Regions from separate parts of the Mus musculus genome. Here region 1 is linked to region 2. A link is a contact called in public promoter capture Hi-C data. All regions are on one chromosome and are shown on one strand. The core of a region is the stretch at or near the end of the contact, and the rest is flanking DNA. Distances in the headings are between cores, read along the strand shown. Region 1 holds the start of Tspan11 (tetraspanin 11). Region 2 overlaps Prmt8 (protein arginine N-methyltransferase 8).

Region 1 (2,827 bases), core at 91-2,590, 180 kb after region 2:
AAACAAACAAACAAATGGCCATGTCTGGCAAGGGCCTCATACTGTGTAAGGTCATGGTAGCAAGTGAAAGAGGGGAGTTATTTCTTTCAGAAATAAGGGGCAACACCATGCTATACAATAACCTCTGGTCTGTACACACACATGCTCATGCATCTGTATACACACGAACACACATCTGTTCACAGATGAACACATCCACACACATGGACATACATTCACACAAATAAAAACGAAATAGAAATAATCCACCCACTGGAGTAACCAGTCCACTGCGGGAACTGAGAAATGAGTCCTTACCACTCAAATGCTCTGAAAGGCCCCATGTCCCTGAACCCTAGCCGCCAGCTCTCAGGATGAGTTCCGAAGGAGACAGTCCCTATCTCATCTCTGCTGTGACAGGGCATTCTTAGCAGCCAGCTGGCCTCCGTAGCTAGGAACCCTCAGCTTTGCCTGCTTCCTGCGACTGAGTGGTCAACCTCACTGAATTTAGAGTCACCTAGGAAACGCACCTTCCGGTGCTTCTGTGAGGATGTTTTCAGAAAGGTTTCACTGAGGGATTGTGTGTGAAAACAGCTACATGGGAATCTGAATAACAAAGAAAAACAAAGCAAGCAAACTGAGCGCTTACATTTGCCCCTTCTGCCTCCTGCCGTCAAACACTCAGTGACCAGCCACTCCTGCTCTGGTGGCAGTGCCATTCAGTCTGTGATCCCCTGCACACTCGAATTTCCAGACAGAACAAACCCTTAAGTTTCTCTTGTCAGGTATTGTGGCATTGCGAGGAGAAAAATTAATAAGCTACCAAGCCTTGCTCACTGCAGTCAAGGCTGGCTAAGCACGGGCTGTTCCTCTTAGTAAATCACACAGGGTGCTCACCCACTGGCCGGGCAGTGTGTGTGTGTGTTGGGGGGGGGGGGGAGGGCGGTCAGCAACTCTTCACCCTCACCCACTGGCAGAGACTGGGTCTTGGTTGTCTGTCCTTCCACTGTGTTCCAGTACGGAAAGGGATCTGGCTTTTCTTTGGTTCCAAGGAGGGTAAAAGAAATGATGGTCCGCAGGATTTTGACTCCCCACCCCCACCCCACCCCACCCCCAAAAAAACCGGTTCCTGTGTCTCAGGAGTGAGGAGAGAAGTGGGAGGCTTGTCCCTACATCCCAAGGAACCTGTCATGGATTCAATTCTTCCGGGATCCTGGAATTTCCCCCCACTTCATGAGGATAAATCTAAGTCTGGGACAGTGATTACTGATGAGTGGGTGGGACGGGACAGAGGGCCATCCGCCTCTCTTCAGCCCCACCCCCTCCTCACAAGTTTCCTGGAGCCACTTCTGCACAACTGCCAGGACCGAGTGCTCAGTGTGCTCTGCTTTGGGTGGGAAAAAAAAAAAGCCAGCTCCAAACAAAGAGCAGCCCCGGTCCCGCCCGCCCCGGGCCTGTGGGCGCGTCCCCCAGTCTGAGTGAGAGGGGCAGCCAGCAGCCACCGCGGGCCAGTGGGCAAGGAGCGCAGGGTGGAGCGGGCGGCTGTGGCCAGGACAGCCACAATCACAGCTCCGGATTCCCGATCCCTCGCTGCATCCAGCCTGGCGGTTTTGGCCGGGTAAGTGCAGGTGGCGGCGGGAGACAAGAGCGCCGGTGGGGTTGACATTAAAGCACCAAGCCGTCCTGGCATGGCTCCTCCAGCTCAGCTGCCCGTCCCTGGCACGACCCCAGAGGGGCTCAGTGGCCAAGAAAGTTGCCCTTGGATGAGGATGAGGCAGCGGTGGGTGCGCGCATGGGTGTCGCACTGTGCTCAGCGGGGTAGGGGTGGGGTTGGTACTACTCTGAATGTCTGCCTTGCCTTTCTTGACTGGGTTGCCTTTAACTTTGTGCGCCCAGCTTTGATAGCTTGGGCCATACAGAGTGTCCTGTGTATGACTGGCCCTCCGTCAAATGCCCCCCCCCCCCGCTTTGTTAATCCCAAATACTAGGGGCTGTCTCTTGTTTGTTAGCAGAGGCAAAATGCCAAGTCCGTGGCTGCTGGACCCCATGCAAAACAGGGTCTGCTAGCTGCTGGCAGCTGCTGAGTCTAGGACACTGGGGGGTTGGTTGTTCCTAGGCAGTCTGCCGTCCCAGGCTGAGCTATCCACCTGGGCCCTGTTGTGTATCAGTGGAAACTGAGTTAGGCAGGCCTTGTCACCTATGTCTACGTGCTTGGCTTCCTGTGTTGAAGAGAGAATGAGGGGGATTCTGGAATGTAGGGGTTTTGTTTGAATTATGCAGTGCCCACATGTGACTAGTTGTAAAGCAGGGAGAGGACTAGTTGGCGTCTTAACTTGGGCTTAGATTGCAGAGAGCACAGGAAGAAGCAACCAGAGGCTGGCAAGTGGCACATATTGTGGCAGGAAGTAGGAAGGGGTACCAGAAGAAGAAACAATTTCTAGAAAATTCCTAAGTGCACTCCAGGGTGTAGAGTTACAGTATCGTAGGGTCTTGGGGAGAAAAAGAGGGTAGGATTGAGCAAGACTAGATGGTCTGTGTTTAATTAATGAATCACTATGAGACAGCTGGTGGAGTTTGGCAGCCTGGGCTTAGACCAGAACTTAGTAGGGAGTTTAGCTGCCATGACTATGTCCCAAAACTGTATCCCAGGAGAGTTATCAGAGCTCCATGGCGTACTGTACACAGTGGGGCCACTGACCAGGTCCTACTTGTCACCTAGGTGGTTGGAGGAACAATGTGGAGATGCCTGGGATGGGGCTCTAAGCAAGGGGGCGGCGCTGGGAACACAAGTACCCGCTAGTAGCTTGGGAGTGTCCTAGTGGCCTGCATCTGCTTGGTCAGTGGTGGT
Region 2 (2,700 bases), core at 163-2,662:
CACATCAAAGTCCCTGACCACAGGCCTCTTGACTGAAACCCCTATTCCCAAAGCCTGTCAGAGGAAAAGGCCTCTTTGCTGGGTATAGCTATCCCTCATCTCTCTGTGTTGCTGTTTAAGACAGCATCAGTACCCATCATCAGGGAGGACTTACAAGACACTGAAAAGATAATATTTAAAGGGAAAGAATAGGCCAGGCTCAGCTATAGCAAAGATGCTCTAATTGCCCAACCAACAGAGACTGTAAAGTAACTGTAACAAATATGCTAAGGAATCCTGGGGGAAGAGGAAAGAATGTGCAATAGACGGGCATAAAACTTCATCACTGAGAGGGAAACATAAAGCCCAATGAAGTTCTCTAAACAAGAATCATGTAGTCAGAGAAGAAGAATGCCTTTAATCACCTTGTTAGCAGAATGGATGGACACATTGAGGAAATAATCAATAAGCCTAAAACTGGTTCAATAAAAATAACCCAAACTTAGACAGGGTGAGAAAAAAAATATCCAACATCCACAGTATAATGTCAAACCCATGTGTAATGAAACTCCCTGAAGGTGAGAACGATCAGACAGAGAAAAAGACCCATTAGTATGATAATGCCTACATTTTTTCCAGATATAGTAATCAACCTGCAGACCCAAGCATTGTACAATAACCCCAATCAGGATGCATACACGGAAAAACACGCCCAGACAAATCAAAGGAAAACTTGAGAGAGGGAGAAAGCAGAGGAGAGGAGACAGAGGAGGAGGAGGAAGAGGAGAAGGAGGAAAAGGAGGAAGAGGGGGAAGACAGAAAGAGATACAGAGACACATAAACCGAGAGAGGGGGGGAGAGAGGGGGAGAGGGGGAGAAAGGGGGAGAGGGGAAGGGGAGAGGGAGAGGGAGAGGGAGAGGGAGAGGGAGAGGGAGAGGGAGAGGGAGAGGGAGAGGGAGAGGGAGAGGGAGAGGGAGAGGGAGAGGGAGAGTTTTAAAAGAAACAGAAATACATATCCCTGATAAGCAAACAGAAAACTCATTGCATAGTGCATAGCACAGCAGTTACCCCTCCTCTTTCTCTGATGAGAAAGACCAGAGTTTCTCTGTGAGGGCTGAAGGCCAGGGCTGCTGGCTCAGAATGCCTCAGGGAACAGAAGTACTTTGAAGCTCCATTTACAGCCTCTCTATGCAGAATGGAAGGTGTTTATACTATCCTCATGCATTTTAGGCTGCCAGGAGCAAAGCAAACAAGGGGGCGGGGAGGATTTCCTCACATAAAAACTGTATAGATCCAAGAACAGAGCTCTGGATGTAGGGAGTCCAGAGTGGAAAAACCAAACAGCCCTTCCAAGAGAGCCCATGCTTCAGTCCCCCAGCCAGTGTGGCTGCCTCTACACCAGTTCTGGTGCCCCACCCTCTGGTCTTCCACTGGCTGGAGATTAATGAGATGGATCAGTGACCCAAGTTTGAGACTCCATATGTCTCTGCAGTGGGGGACTGTTTTCTCTGATTGCTCTTCTTTCAGATTCAAGCGCAGCCTGCACATTCCTCTGATGGGTTATTGTATCCAACAAAACATGAAGACTCTGAGCCAGTGCAGGCAAGGCACCTGACCCTTTCTTCCAGCTTCCCCTTTAGCTGGTCAATACACTAAGGGTTGGACCTGTATTTTGTTATCTGTACATGGCCGAGAAAAGGGAGGAGGGGAGCAGAGGGGGAGAGAGGAAAGGAGGAAAAGGAGAGGAGATGGGGAAAAAGCTTTCAGCCATAACAGTTTACTTTCTGTAGGGATGGGCAAGCCTCACTCTTCCACTCCATGTTCACACTGCTCCTTCTGGTTCATGGGCCAATTGAAATTTGCCTGTAACTGTTCCCTTGATAACCAGCAACCAAAAGCTGTTATTTAAAAACATATTTCTGTAAATGGGCCTCTTTCATTTACCTAAAAAAAAATGTATCTTAAAAATAAAAAAAAAATTAAGTAGGAAACCTAGCTGTATCCTAAATAAAGTATAAATGTTAGAATCTTGTTCTTTGGGGGTTTAGGGTTTTGCTGATGTTTGTTGTTGCCTTTGTTTTATTGCTTTTTGCATTTTTTCTTGTGGTACTGGTGGCTGAAGCTGGGTAAGTCCTCTACCACAGAACTATAGTCAGCCTTTGTAAAAAGTACTCATAAGTAAACACTCTATAGGGGAAAATGGGGCCTGGCTTTTGGTTTTGTTCATCAGTTACCAGTTTTTGTTTAATTGGTTATTAATTCGTCTTTCTCCTTTCCAGAACTGTAAACACAGTGATAGGAACTGCAAGAATAAATTATATGTTCTCCATTTCTGTACTGGCCCTAAGTGGCAGCCACTGCCCCTTCCTCCCGTGGGTTCAGAATGGCTCCTTGCAATGTGCCTGCTCCAACTACTTCCAACTGGGTCTTCTCCAACTGCTTCCAGGGAGGGAAGGTGGAGGAGGTAAATTTGTTCTGGAAACTAGAAGGCAGCTCCATAAAGAGCTGTCCTAGGAGCACAATAAATATTTAAGTAGATGTGAGTGAAGAATGTGTTTGAATGTTCTTTCTACATGCTGCCCGGGACAATTACAACTCACAAGCCCCAAAATGTAGTTCTAGTGTGATCTGCATTCATTTTACACATACACTTGACCACCGTTGACCTCTCAGTGGTTTCTTCAGTCTTTGATGGGAAGATGTGTGGCCTAGATTCCAAG

What was found. Promoter capture Hi-C pulls out the DNA fragments that hold promoters and counts their contacts.
Region 1: a promoter capture Hi-C map of second pharyngeal arch cranial neural crest shows a contact between it and region 2. The contact joins the promoter of Tspan11 here to the enhancer-like site in region 2. A contact is called at or near these places in 4 of 39 promoter capture datasets (the 3T3-L1 cell line, cranial neural crest, embryonic stem cells and 1 more), 1 of 15 datasets of contacts at CTCF or cohesin (the NIH/3T3 cell line), 3 of 484 Hi-C or Micro-C datasets (the AML12 cell line, nephron progenitors and uterus), 3 of 115 datasets of contacts at active chromatin or transcription factors (embryonic stem cells and stem cell-derived neural progenitor cells) and 1 of 9 other capture datasets (embryonic stem cells).

The regions. Positions count from the first base shown.
Region 1 is chr6:127,886,282-127,889,108 of GRCm38.p6, forward strand. It overlaps Tspan11 (tetraspanin 11), which reads left to right and starts at 1,341. Exons shown (of 8, transcript NM_026743.3): 1 at 1,341-1,597.
Region 2 is chr6:127,707,184-127,709,883 of GRCm38.p6, forward strand. All of the region lies in intron 6 of Prmt8 (protein arginine N-methyltransferase 8), which reads right to left. Among named protein-coding and RNA genes, the nearest start is that of Gm38900, 18 kb to the right of the region's middle. Within about 2 kb of position 1,413, at least 26 of the 459 cell types and tissues checked have an H3K27ac peak or open chromatin away from gene starts, as enhancers often do. A contact at or near this core is called in second pharyngeal arch cranial neural crest, where this site is marked.